Regions from separate parts of the Mus musculus genome. Here regions 1, 2 and 3 are each linked to region 4. Evidence: chromatin contacts called from public Hi-C and promoter capture Hi-C data. All regions are on one chromosome and are shown on one strand. Each heading gives the region's core, a stretch centred on a gene start, on an enhancer-like site or on the middle of the called end of the contact. The rest is flanking DNA. Distances are from core to core; before and after follow the strand shown.

Evidence for each region. Promoter capture Hi-C pulls out the DNA fragments that hold promoters and counts their contacts. A called contact is a pair of places that touch in the nucleus more often than the background predicts.
Region 1: a contact with region 4 is called in a Hi-C map of B cells, with 5 read pairs. The contact joins the promoter of Rnf135 here to the promoter of Rpl23a in region 4. A contact is called at or near these places in 1 of 484 Hi-C or Micro-C datasets (B cells) and 1 of 115 datasets of contacts at active chromatin or transcription factors (microglia).
Region 2: a promoter capture Hi-C map of liver shows a contact between it and region 4, with 2.8 times the contacts expected there. The contact joins the promoter of Smyd4 here to the promoter of Rpl23a in region 4. A contact is called at or near these places in 2 of 39 promoter capture datasets (liver and pre-B cells).
Region 3: a contact with region 4 is called in a promoter capture Hi-C map of liver, with 4 times the contacts expected there. The contact joins the promoter of Rilp here to the promoter of Rpl23a in region 4. A contact is called at or near these places in 1 of 39 promoter capture datasets (liver) and 1 of 9 other capture datasets (adipose tissue).

Annotation. Positions count from the first base shown.
Region 1 is chr11:80,182,283-80,185,558 of GRCm38.p6, reverse strand. It overlaps Rnf135 (ring finger protein 135), which reads right to left and starts at 1,690. Exons shown (of 5, transcript NM_028019.4): 1 at 1,304-1,690. The coding sequence starts at 1,642.
Region 2 is chr11:75,346,991-75,350,138 of GRCm38.p6, reverse strand. Smyd4 (SET and MYND domain containing 4) reads right to left here and starts at 1,706. Exons shown (of 11, transcript NM_001102611.1): 1 at 1,388-1,706; 2 at 325-470. The coding sequence starts at 458. Rpa1 (replication protein A1) reads left to right here and starts at 1,756. Exons shown (of 17, transcript NM_026653.2): 1 at 1,756-1,913. The coding sequence starts at 1,881.
Region 3 is chr11:75,508,271-75,511,644 of GRCm38.p6, reverse strand. It overlaps Rilp (Rab interacting lysosomal protein), which reads right to left and starts at 1,551. Exons shown (of 8, transcript NM_001029938.2): 1 at 1,273-1,551; 2 at 1,108-1,201; 3 at 907-1,013; 4 at 638-823; 5 at 211-356. The coding sequence starts at 1,497. Prpf8 (pre-mRNA processing factor 8) reads right to left here. Exons shown (of 42, transcript NM_138659.2): 39 at 3,231-3,371; 40 at 2,985-3,124; 41 at 2,676-2,878; 42 at 2,198-2,510. The coding sequence ends at 2,356.
Region 4 is chr11:78,182,204-78,185,262 of GRCm38.p6, reverse strand. Rpl23a (ribosomal protein L23A) reads left to right here and starts at 1,679. Exons shown (of 5, transcript NM_207523.2): 1 at 1,679-1,744; 2 at 2,277-2,460. The coding sequence starts at 1,720. Snord42b (small nucleolar RNA, C/D box 42B) reads left to right here and starts at 2,150; the gene lies at 2,150-2,204.

The DNA of each region.
Region 1 (3,276 bases), core at 441-2,940, 2.0 Mb before region 4:
GGGGGTCTTACATATCCACAGAGATGATAAAACAGCCACACAAAGCAATGATGATCTGATACATGCTGAAACATCAAGCAGCCCTGAAAATATGAAACTGAAAGTAGTTAGACACAAAGGGGCCCATTTACATGAAACATGTATAATGAGAGGTCCCCTAAAAAATAAAATGAAATAAAAACCTTGGAAGTAGAAAAGTTTCAGTTTCCCAGGGAAGCAGATTGAGACAATGGGCTGTTAATAATCAATGGCTCTGGAAGCTCAGAGCTGAGTCATCTCCTGGGATTTCCTCAAGGCCTCCCCAAGTATAGTAAATCTAACATAGCAGCTAATCAGAAACCAACCCATGTAACTTCCCCAGCACCCACTAATGAAGTTTTAGATTACCTAATGTTTGATAAAATTCCTCTAGTTTCCCATGGATGCCTTGTGCCCCTTTGTCTGGGGTCACCATTTTTATAAGTGGCTGGCCCCTGCATGCAGGGTTCTTGCTTTCTTCAAACAAAAAACACTCTTGCCTTTGAATGGGAGTGGTGGTCTCAGTGCGTCGCTTTCTGACCTAATATAACAGGTAAACTCAGACATAAAGCTTATGAGAGATGAGATACAGAGAGGCTGGAGGGACAGGAATCAGGTGTTATTGCTTAGTGAGTGGGTACAGAGGTCTTTTTTAAGTTGATGAAATTACCTTGGCAACAGCGGTGACAGAAGCACAGTATTGGAAATAAGAGAGATGCCATCGAACTGTACACTAAAAAATTGTTCAGATGGCCAGTCGTGGCACCTGTGTTTGATCCCAGCTCTTGAAAAGCAGAAGCAGGCAAAGTTTTGAGTTCAAGTGGCCCACACCTGTAATCCCAGACTTGGAAAGCCGAGGGAGTCACCCCAGGTTCAATGCCATCCTAGTCTAGTCTAGTTAGACCCTGTCTCAATAAATATACAAATAGGCCAATTGAGTTAAGGGGGAAAATGGCAATTTTTGTGGCACATACATTCTACCACACTAAGAATCTCCAGACATCACAGAAGGCTGGGAAAAACTAAAACTATACAAGTGTGCACCACACCTCGGGTGGATGGGACTTGGATTTTTAACTGTTTGTGATGGGATCTTACTATGTAACTCTGGCCCTGTGGGGCAAGCCACTCCAAAACGGGGAATTGCAGGCATGGGGCCACCACATTGGGCTTTTGTATTTCTTTATACAGCTATAAACTTTTTAAGGTTCTCCAGAAAACAGATTAGACTGAGCAAATTTTGTGGCAGAAAAAGAGATCTGGAAGTCCGGTGCAGGCTTCCTACCTGGGGCGCAGAACGCGGCGCGGGGGCGGGTTCAGGCTCCGAGCCAGCCTCGACCTCCCGCGCCGCTTGGAGGTACTTGTCCACCAGGTCTTGCAGCAGCGGGTTCTTGTGCAGCTTGGGCTTTGTCAAGGGACCCTTCCGACATATGGGGCAAGCCCAAGGGCAGCCATCCACGGCCCCACGCTTCGAGACCCACAGGTCATGGAGGCACCGGAGACAGAAGCTGTGGCCACAGGGCAGCGTGGTGGGCTGGTCTAGTAGCCCTTGGCAGATAATGCAGCTCAGGTCGTCCTCGCTCAGCCACACGGGGACTGCATTGCCAGAACAAACGGCCGCCATAATTAGGCGACAGCCAGGAAGCACCCTTAGGTTCCGCCTTGTCCTACTAACTTCCCCGGCAACACTTCGCCTTGTCCATCAGCTCGCCCCGCCCCTCCCATCAGCTCGACCCGCCCAGCTGCTAATTCTCCCCAGCCTCTAAAAGCGCCGGACATTGCTGGCTACCTGCCTGGATTTTGGCCTGGAAAAATCATCTCTCTCTAGTAGTTGGGTCCTGCTCGCCTAGCCACAAACACGCAACCCCAACAACTTAAGCTATGAAGAAGGTCCGCTTCAGGAACTCATTTTAGAATCATAAGAGTATCAAAATTACAGTTATGAAGTAGCAACAAAAATGGGATCTAATGCCCTCTTCTGGTGTGTCCGAAGACAGCTACAGTGTACTCATATGCATTAAATGACATTAAAAGACAGCCTCAGGGGCTGGTGAGATGGTTCAGTGGGTAAGAGCACCCAACTGCTCTTCCGAAGGTCTGAAGTTCAAATCCCAGCAACCACATGGTGGCTCACAACCACCCGTAATGAGATCTGATGCCCTCTTCAGGTGTGTCTGAAGACAGCTACAGTGTACTTACATATAATTAATTAAAAAAAAAAAAAAAAAAAAAAAAGACAGCCTCAGTCTTTATTTGCTCTTCTTAAAAATAAGTAAATCTGGGGGGAGGGTATAGGAGACTTTCGGGATAGCATTTGAAATGTAAATGAAGAAAATACCTAACAAAAAATTGGAAGCCAGGCGTGGTGGAGCACGCCTTTAAGGCAGGCGGATTTCTGAGTTCGAGGCCAGCCTGGTCTACAAAGTGAGTTCCAGGACAGCCAGGGCTATACAGAGAAACCCTGTCTCGAAAAACAAAACAAAACAAAACCAAAAAAAAAAAAAAATGGAAAAAGAAAAAAAAATAAGTAAATCAGGGCTGGAGAGATGGCTCAGCAGTTAAGAGCACTGATTGCTCTTCCAAAGTCCCGAGTTCAATGCCCAGCAACCACAGGGTGGCTCACAACCATCCATAATGGGATCTGATGCCTTCTTCTGGTGTGTCTGAAGATAGCTGCAGTTTACTTACATATAATAAATAAATAAATCTTTAAAAAAAAAATAACCAACTACTCTTCCAGAGGTCCTGAATTCAGTACTCAGCAACCACATGGTGGCTCACAACCATCTGTAATGGGATCTGGTATGTCTGAAGACAGCTACAGTGTACTCATATACATAAAATAAATGAACAAATCTTTAAAAAATAATTTTCTTGCTACTTCACAACTGTAATTTTGCAACTGTTATGAATAGTCATGTGAATATAGGAGTTTGCCAAAGGTGTTATGACCCACTCATTGAGAATCACTGCTCTAGCAGGTACCTCAGCAGTCAGGTCCAAAGAACTTTAGAAGCTAGAGAGGATCCACCTCCCCAGGGAGCTGCACTCTGGAGAGACACATCCAGAATTTGTATTGCAGCTTCTCTGACCGGGGAATTAAAAAAAAATCAGTAAATTCAGAGGACCTCATCAGGCATGAAGGCACACATCTGTAATCCCAGCACTCAGGAGGCAGACAGACAGATCTCTGTTAAGTTTGAGGCCAGCCTGATCTACAGAGTGAGTTCCAGAACACTCAGGGCTACATTAAGAGAC
Region 2 (3,148 bases), core at 457-2,956, 2.8 Mb after region 4:
GGTTCTTTCTCACTATTAGTACTGAATGAGCTTCTATGGGCAGCTACACAACCTGCACCATATCCTTTGAGTGACAGCACTGGGACGACAGCAAGATACTAAATTACTTAAGTATAACACATACCAAAAGAGGAAAGCAGTTATGCCTACCCATTCTATAATCACAGACTAGGGAGAAACGTGAAAACCAACAGTAACTGCTAAATGCCCCATACTATAAAAAATATAAAGCTACTCTCTCCTATAAAAAAGAGATATTCAGACCAAATGACAAGGCAGAACATTTTCCAGACCAAAATTTCCCTGAAGTTTCCATTCACTTACTGAAGAAGGGAAGAAGAAGGAAGGAAGATGTCGCTCAAAGTCTCTGCTGTAGAAATTGTGTCCTGCACAGACTTCGGGAGTGAAGCCCACTTCTTAAGTAGGTAGGACTTCCATTCATCCACCGGTAGATCCATGCTGCCGCAGCTCTGTAAAGTCAGAACATGAAGATTCAGCTTTCTATTAATGCATAGTTCTAGAAAATCGAGATTTCATCCTACCAAGTGACACGCAACCAAAATCATTTCTTCTGGGGTTTTCTATAGCTGTTGATATGCTGAAGGAGAGTTAATCTGTGGTGTGGTACCAATTCACCCAGACATATTCTTTGGAACTGTTTGAGAAACTATAGTAGGTTGTGGTTGTACAAACAGAGATCAAAATACCAGTAGATGGCTACTATTCCAGTCTTTCTAGACCTGTTTACCTTAGTTGCCCAAAGTTTTCCAGACTTCTTACTCCAGCAACTATGAAGTTAAATATTTTCATTTCTTAGACGGCTCAGTTTTCTGTTTTGATCTCCAGGTCTTTCTTTCAGTTCATATAGCCTCTCTCCCTTTTTATTTTTATTACTTTTTTTTTTTGAGACCGGATCTTATGTTAGCCTGGCTGGCTTCGAACTCAGAGATCTGCCTGCTTTTACCTCGAATGCCACCACGCCTGGGTCCCAAATTTTGATTTTTCAGGGTCTCATTTAGTTCAGGTTGACCTCGAACTCAACGGTGTTAAGGGTGACCTTGAACTTTTGCTGCTTCTACATCCCAAAGGCTGGGATTACAAACAGATCAGAGCCAGCCAGCACGCCAGGCTCTCCAATACTTTTGCATAGGCCATTTGGGCTTTTAGGAACATCACTATCCTCACTGGAATCCACCTGACAAATTTCTACACACACTTTAACTCAGTTCAAACCGCATCGCCTCTCGAAAGCCTGATTGATTTTTGACCCCCACTCTGGAGCTCCACATGTGTGGCCCATATCGCGTCTACCATCCTTGAGGCTGGGTTCCTTGCGGCCACAACTCTCAGGTGGAACTCAAGAGGGCGGAGACTGAGTCTGATTTACCTTGTTTATCCCACAGTGCCAAGCTCTGGGCCTGGCACCGGCGCCGGGCACGCACTGCGTGAAGAAGTACCCAGGTCACTGCTTTGACTATATTTAGCAGCAGTTACCAGGGGAGAGCTCCGACTGTTCCCTGGGTTGCCATTCTGTCTGTCCGCCAAAGGACTGGGCGGGCAAAGTTCCGACAGCTGGCGGGGGAACAACTCAGTAGCACCGCGCTGACACAGGCGCACTGCGACCCAGCGCCCCGCCCTCACGTCCCGCCATCCCGCCACTAGGCCTCGAACCCGGCCTCGGAAGAGTCACGTGCTCTGCCTGCCGCGCGGTAGCCAATGCGGTGGCTATCGGCGTCTAGGCCCGCCCCTCGCACCGCGCTCACGCTGGGGGCGGATCGGCACGCACAGTTGCTCTAGCCAATCGTTGAGCAGCCCGCGGGACCCCGGCAGAGAAGCTCAGGCGGTGCAAGAGCGCGAGCGCGGGAGTTAGCGGTGCAGCCATGGTGGGACACCTGAGCGAGGGGGCCATCGAGGTAAGGAGACGACCCTGAGCGGGCTCGATGGCCCTAGCAGCGCGGCCTTGGAGCGGTGCAAAGAGGACCCGGGGAGGGAGCCGCTGTCGATCGGGAGAGCGTCAGGGAGGAAATTATACGGCCGCGGGGGAGCATCCCGGGGTCTCTAAGACCATCAGAGGATGCTGGAGGCAACCCGGTACTGGCAGAAGAACTCACGAGTTTTTTTAGTTTGTTTACATCTAAGAAAACAAGACAAATAAACATGCCGCTGTCTATCTTCGGCGGCCTCTGTTTCCTCCCTTTCTCCATCACCCCAAACTTTTTGGACTTGTTTTCGGCTGTTTTACTTCTTTTACATCCTCCTAACTCATTATTGCTACTAGACATCTCTCTGGTCACGAGAGAGAAAACGCTGACCGAAGTCACCAGTGGCTTCCCAGTAGCCAAATCAGAAGACATTTTAAAATTTTTCAGCCGACCTAATTGTTTGAGCTTGTTGGCTTCTTTCTGCTAACACTCCTCTCTTGCTAGTGTTCTGTGTTTCATGTTGACAACTTTTTCCTTATTTTACCGGCAAACCCCATAGATTTTTTTGTCGAGCCAAGGCCCTCTGCAGACTAGTTTATAGCCCTTCACCTGCATGTTATTAATTCTTTCCTGCTGAGCTTCCTTCGATCTGCCCTCTATCTTCAAAGTCATTTTCAATTGAACATATATCAGAGCAAATCCTTTATGTCCCTCTAAGTCTGAATTTTAAAAAAGAGTGTGTGTGCGCGTGCGCCAGTGTGTAGTATGTACACATATGTATGACATCTTGGGGATGGCGAATGTGCGTCGGATGCCAGAGGACAACTCTGGGACGTTGTTTCTCTTCCCACTCCGCTGTGGATTCTGTGGATTGAGCTCAGGTAGCTGGGCTTACACAGCAGGCACCTCTACCACAGAGCATCCTTTTGCCCGACTCTGGACACCTAGTCCATCACCAGTTGAAGTATATTTTAACTCCACACTTAACTTTTCCATCCCCACTGGAATAGTCTTTTTTTTTTTTAAAGATTTATTTATTGATTATATGTAAGTACACTGTAGCTGTCTTCATACACTCCAGAAGAGGGAGTCAGATCTTGTTACGGATGGTTGTGAGCCACCATGTGGTTGCTGGGATTTGAACTCCTGACCTTCGGAAGAGCAGTCGGGTGCTCTTACCCACTGAGCCATCTCACCAGCCCTGGAATAGTCTTTTGTTGGCTGAA
Region 3 (3,374 bases), core at 302-2,801, 2.7 Mb after region 4:
GCCCCTCCTAAGGATAAGGCTTGCTGCTTCAGTTTGGTGACCCCTGGTGCTGCCCTGTTTGAGTGAGGTTCCAGAAGGGCAAGGACTGTGGAAGTTACTTCTTCCCAGTGCCTGAGCAGGACCCTGGCAATTGTCACTGCTGATCTATAAACGATCCAAAAAATAAGGTGGGGTGACCAGGAACAGGCATCCTGGCTTCCAGTCCCTCACCGCTGGAAGTACGCCAACTCCTCCTTGAGCAAGAACACGTTGGCTTTGAGCTCATTCCGCTCCTGAAGGATTTGCTTAAGCTCTTCCCTGCTGAATCCACACTGGACAGCTTCTGGAAGGTTCCCTGGCTGCTTCTGAGTATCCACCTGTACAAGGTCAGGAATGGTCAGAGAGCAGTCTGTCTTAGCTCTTCCCTAAGTCCCAGCGCTCACAATAATATTATGGGAAGTGTCTGCTGGGAAAACTTAGAGGACAAAGTTGCTGCTACATAGGTGTACATAGCACACAACTGCTGTTGCTACCTTCCAACTTCCTGGGTACCTTCTATACTGCATGGTACATCCATGCCAGGTAAACCCAGGCTGGGTCATCAACTGCTGAATGCTGTGAGCTCTGGGATGTATTTTGACTTCGCTCCGTCTCTTACCGGGTCATCTGAGGTTGCCGCATCAGGTTCCAAGCTCTGTTCTTTAGCCAGCTGGCTGGAGCCATCCTGAGCTATCTGGCGCTCCCTCTCCCGGTCCTGGGCGGCCCTCAACTGGGTCTGCACTGCAGCCAGCTTGTGCCGCAGCTCAGAGTTGATCAGCAGGAGGCGCTGTAGCTGTTCCTGCAGCTAGGGGGTGGAGCGAGAGAGCTAGGGGCGGGGCTCCGAGGGCCGTAGCGGCCCCACCCCACTCCGCCTGGCCCCGCCCTCACCGCTTCGGTCTCTTGGCTTCGGCGCTGCAGATCTCGGTTGTGTGCCCGAAGCTCATCCCGCTGTCTGTCTGTCACCTCCTTGAGCTGTCGGAGCAGCGCGCGCTCCTCTGAGGAAGGGGTGTCTTTAGCACTACCGATCTCTGGGGTACGCAGGCCCCGGCTGCCCCCAGCTCGCTCTGCTCCGGTGGGACCCTCACTCACCCTGCGGCCCGGAGCCTAGCTCCTGGCGGAGGCGTTGGTTCTCCTCGCGCAGCCGCCGCAGCTCCACTTCTGCCTGCTGTGCGGACACCTGCAGCTGGGGGAGCCAGGGGTCTCAGGGTTAGGCCTGCCGGCTCTCAGGGGTAAAAGGAGGAGCCGGTGACTCACCGAGTCCGGAGCCGGCCCCACGGCGGCCTTTTCCAAGAGCTCCAGCGCCCGCACGACTAGTGGCACCAGCCCAGCCGCCGCGTCGGGTCCGAAGCGGCGTGCCAGCCCCTGTAGCTCAGTGCCCAGAGCCCCCGCTAGATGGTACACGAGCTCGGCGGCTGACCCTGCGCCCACTGAAGAAGAGGCCTGACTGGGTAGCCTGGGCGCTGCCCTCCTGGGCTCCATTTTTTCCTCTCTTAAGGTCAAAAGCCACCCACACCCTTAACTGGTGCAGGAAAAAGCTTAACAGTTCCGGCCCAGGAAGTTTAGGGCCATAAGGGGCGGGGTAGAAGCAACCCGGGAGGAACAAATAGGGAAAAAGGCCCTGGAGTGGGAGAGTGCTCTGGGCTCCCTGTGCCCTACAAGGTCACTGGATACAGGTCGGCCAACTTCCAGGCAGGTATCCAAGAGTTGAGGACTAGAGCTGTAAGTGGTCACTTCAGGCAAGCCCTCCCCATAGCGCCTGACCCGGGCTCCACCCCTGGACTTGGCTGCCAAGAGGTGAAAGACTGAAGGTCAGCAAACAGCCTCTACTGGACTGCAGGGACAGTCACTTAAGTATGTTCCCCCACTAGGAACCACACAGTTTACAAAAATGAACGAGACCGGGCACTACAGCTATAGGAGGACCACACAGTCCAAGAAGTGATGTTGAAAATAGGTAGACTCCAAGTACTTTTACAGAGAAACCAGCAAATATGCTCAAAGTAATAAGCCAGCCCCAACTCAGCTCCCTGAGTCTAGGGAGCCTCTAAGCCTCCAGCGGAGAAGGCCTCAAGGCTCTGAAGGCAGGGCCCAGTACCTTGCTGTCAACTGCCCAAGCTAGTCCCCAATCCTCAAACGCCTATGCCCAGAATTTGACCTCATAACAGCAAGAAAACAAAAGCACTATTTATAAAATTTATTACATTTTGTTCAGGATTACAATCTATCAACAACACAAGCACAGAACGCAAAGGGGCTGACTGCTGAATGTCAGCAGCTTGTCTGGGGAGGGCGTTCAAGAGGCTCCAGGCTTTGGGGATCTGAAGCAGAAGGAAGTAACTAGGCATAGAGGTCCTCTCTGTCTGCAGAGTAGACCTCACCCTCCTGCAGAAGGGCGAAGTTGAGGAAGTGGGAGGGCCTGTGGACCTCATGGTAGAATTCCTTGGGGTTTGCCAGCTGCAGCTCGTATTTCATGTTGGGATCATGTCGAACACCTAATGGGAGGGGAAACATCAGAAGTTAATAAGGTTCTGCCTGCCTCACCCAGCCTGGGCCCCTGGACCGTTTCCAAGGCAGCCAGACCTCAAGATGACAAGATGACCAAGCATGCTGGTCACCTGTCTCTACCCCACACTTCCTAGGCACACACAACCACGTACCCATAAAGTTGTAGTTCCAGGAGGACTGGGCGGGGACCATGAAGAAGCCGAGGAATCGGTCAGACAGGAGCATCTGAACCCTCTCGTAGTGCGAGGGTAGGTAGCCTTTGGGGTTGTTGCCTTTGTCTGTGTTCTGCCGGCCCCACTCATACCCACTGGGTGTCAGCTTGTAGGCTGTCAGTGTGCAGGAGCCTGGTGTGAAGCTGGGGTGGGGGGGACAGGGACAGGGTAAGCGCTCAAGCCACCAATCCAGGTCCTGGCCTGCAATGCCTGCTCTATAATATTTCCACCCAAGAGGCCCACACCAACCTGCACGTGATGATAATAGTCTTCTCCCCATCCCAAGATGGGTTGTCAGCCATGATTTTGGCATGAGTGGTGACATCTTGGGGTGATAGCTGGGGGGATTCATTGGGCTGAGTGTGGATCCAACCTAAGGGTTCCATCTCCTGTAGGCAAACAGCAATAAAGAGATGTTCAACCCATCTGCAGACAAATGTCCCCCATTAGGGTAGCACGACAGTGAGTGCACTCCCAGGCTCCACCACCACTAACCTTGAGGTACTCATGCTGGGGCAGCTGGCTGGGCAGGTGCACAGTCTGGTGCGTGCCCCACTGCGGCACCATCACAATACAACGGATCTCCTTCACCTGAGGGTTATCTGGAGGGCTCACCCCATACAGGTATCCTGCAATCTA
Region 4 (3,059 bases), core at 430-2,929:
CTCGAATTCAGAAATCTGCCTGCCTCTGTTAAAAATCCTTTATAATAAGTTTGTGTACGGGTATGTGCACATAAGTACAGGTGTCCACAGAGATATGACTTCTGGGAATCCAACCAGGTCCTCTGAAAGAGAACTACATGATCTTTTTTTTTTTTTTTAAAGATTTATTTATTATTTTATGTAAGTACACTGTAGCTGTCTTCAGACACACCAGAAGAGGGAGTCAGATCTTGTTACGGATTGTTGTGAGCCACCATGTGGTTGCTGAGATTTGAACTCTGGACCTTCCGAAGAGCAGTCGGGTGCTCTTACCCACTGAGCCATCTCACCAGCCCGAACTACATGATCTTAAGTGTTGACCGTCCTTCTAGTCCTTCTAATCCCTTAAACTGTATTCTTCCCAGTTGGTACTGTTATAGGCTTCTGACACTGCAAACTTCTTCCCTAAGACTAGAAATTGCTCACGAACTGAAATTTTAAGGACCTTAACACAGCTACCAGATGCTATAACCACCCACTGTTTTAGACCTAGGGGAATAAACATTTTTCTTTTAAAAACTACAACTCAAGCCGGACGTGGTGGCGCACGCCTTTAATCCCAGCACTCGGGAGGCAGAGGCAGGCGGATTTCTGAGTTCGAGGCCAGCCTGGTCTACAAAATGAGCTCCAGGACAGTCAGAGCTATAAAGGGAAACCCTGTCTCAAAAAACAAACAAAAAACAAACAAACAAACCAACAAAAAAAACCTACAACTCAGGCCACGTAGTGTTGGCACAGGCCTTTTAATCCAAGCACTCAGCAGTCAGAAGTATGTAGATCTTGGTGAGTTCAAAGCCAGCCTCCTCTACAGAGTGAGTTCCAGGACAGCCAGAACTAGAGAAAGAGAAACCCTCTCTCGAAAAGAACAACTCAAAACGAAACAAAACAGAACAGAACAAAACCAAACCAAAACCTAGGGACCCTAGGGTAAGAACACTGGCTGATCTTCTGAAGGTCATTAGTTTAAATCCCAGCAATCACATGATAGCTCACCGGTAATGAGACCTGGCACCTTCTTCTGGAACAAATGAAGACAGCTACAGTGTACTTAAGTATAATAATAAATAAAATAAATCTTTGGACCAGAGAGCAAACGGGGCCGACTGGAGTGAGCAGAGTTCCCAAAAATTCAATTCATGCTGGGCAGTGGTGGCGCACGCCTTTAACCCCAGCACTCCGCAGGCAGAGGCAGAGGCAGGCAGATTTGAGTTTGAGGTCAGCCTGGTTTACAGAGTGAGTTCCAAGACAGCCAATCTACACAGAAAAACCTTGTCTCGAAAAACAAGAAAACAAACAACAAAAAAATTAATTCCTGACAATCACATGAAGACTCAACCATCTGTACAGCTACAGTGTACTCATATACATAAAGTAAATAAATCTTTAGAAAAAAACAAAAACAAAAAGCCAAAACCTACAATTCCCCCAGAGAAACCCTGTGTCGGAAAACCAAACTAAACCAAACCAAAAAACGCCACATTTCCCAAGAAGCCCTTTCAAAGGGAAAGGTGGCGCATGCTTGGTCTCCCACTCTAGGGAATTAAATGGAACTACAATTCCCAAGAAGCCTCATATTACAGTTCATCCAATCAGTGCTATATATAAGCTATCGCGAGACTTTTATGAGCCTCCATTCTATAAGCTCATGGGAATTGGGCTGGGCCATCCTTTTCAGCCAAGATGGCGCCGAAAGCGAAGAAGGAAGGTATGTTGCGGTATGGGAATCTGTCAGGTCGGTCTTGGATACCCGCAGAGCGAACTCGCGGGGAAGAAGAATGCCCGGCTAAGCCATGGGGGGCTTGTTCTGTGGCTACTGTCGCGACTAGGCCCCGCTGCGGGGTATGAGGACCGCGTGGGCCAAGCCGCATGGGCTGGTTCCAGTGCAGGGGATTGGCAAAGCCACCGGGCCGGCAGCGGCCGCCACTGATGGCCAAGCATTTGACTTTGGGAAGCTCCTTAACATCCACAGGGTGGCGCTCCGGGTCTCCAGACCTATAAGGGATTAAAAGTAGTCCTTATTCGCCCTTTCCCCACGTTAAATGGGGTTATACGCACCCACGTGATGGTACAACGGGTTAATTATCTTTGCCTGTGGTATCGTGCATATGATGGAAAAAATCTGAAGTCTCCTGAGACCTGTGATGTCTTCAAAGGAACCACTGATGCACATGCTGGCAGGACGGCCGGAAGGGGTCACTTTACGAATGCCACACTTAATTTTAATTGTCCTCTCCCAGCTCCTGCCCCTCCCAAAGCCGAAGCCAAAGCGAAGGCCTTGAAAGCTAAGAAGGCGGTGCTGAAAGGCGTCCACAGCCACAAAAAGAAGAAGATCCGAACGTCACCCACCTTCCGGCGGCCCAAGACCCTGCGGCTCCGGAGGCAGCCAAAATATCCTCGGAAGAGTGCGCCCAGGAGAAACAAGTCAGTAGGGACCCTGGACCCAGTAGCATGTAGTAGGGCATTAGGAGTTCTTAACGTAGCTTCCCTTATAAAACACAATTGTTGAAGGAGCTGGTGCGGTGGAAGTGTGAGGTTATTTAGTCAGTGTTTGAAAGTTGACTTCAAAGAGATGTTGCTTATCTTGGTTCCAAGTGATAGGGGACTTGTTGGAACACAGGAGAGTGTTGATTAAGATGTCCAATTGGGGAGTGATGGCCTTCGAATAGTGTTATGAAACACACTTTTTTTTTTAAGATTTATTTGTTTTTTTATTTACATGAGTACACTGCAGCAGTCTTCAGATACACTCACTAGAAGGGGGCATCGGATCCCACTACAGACATTTGTGAGCCACCGTGTGGTTGCTGGGAATTGAACTCAGGACCTCTGGAAGAACAGTCAGTGTTCTCAACAGATGAGCCATCTCTCCAGCCTGAAAGACACTTAATTGATCAAATTCTGACGCTACTCAAAGGAAGTTTGAGAGAATGCTTACTGAAAAGTGTTTTGTCTATGGGGGAAGTACTCACCAGACACAATTCATTGCCTATTTGTACCTAGAATTTTTGAGTCATTACTTG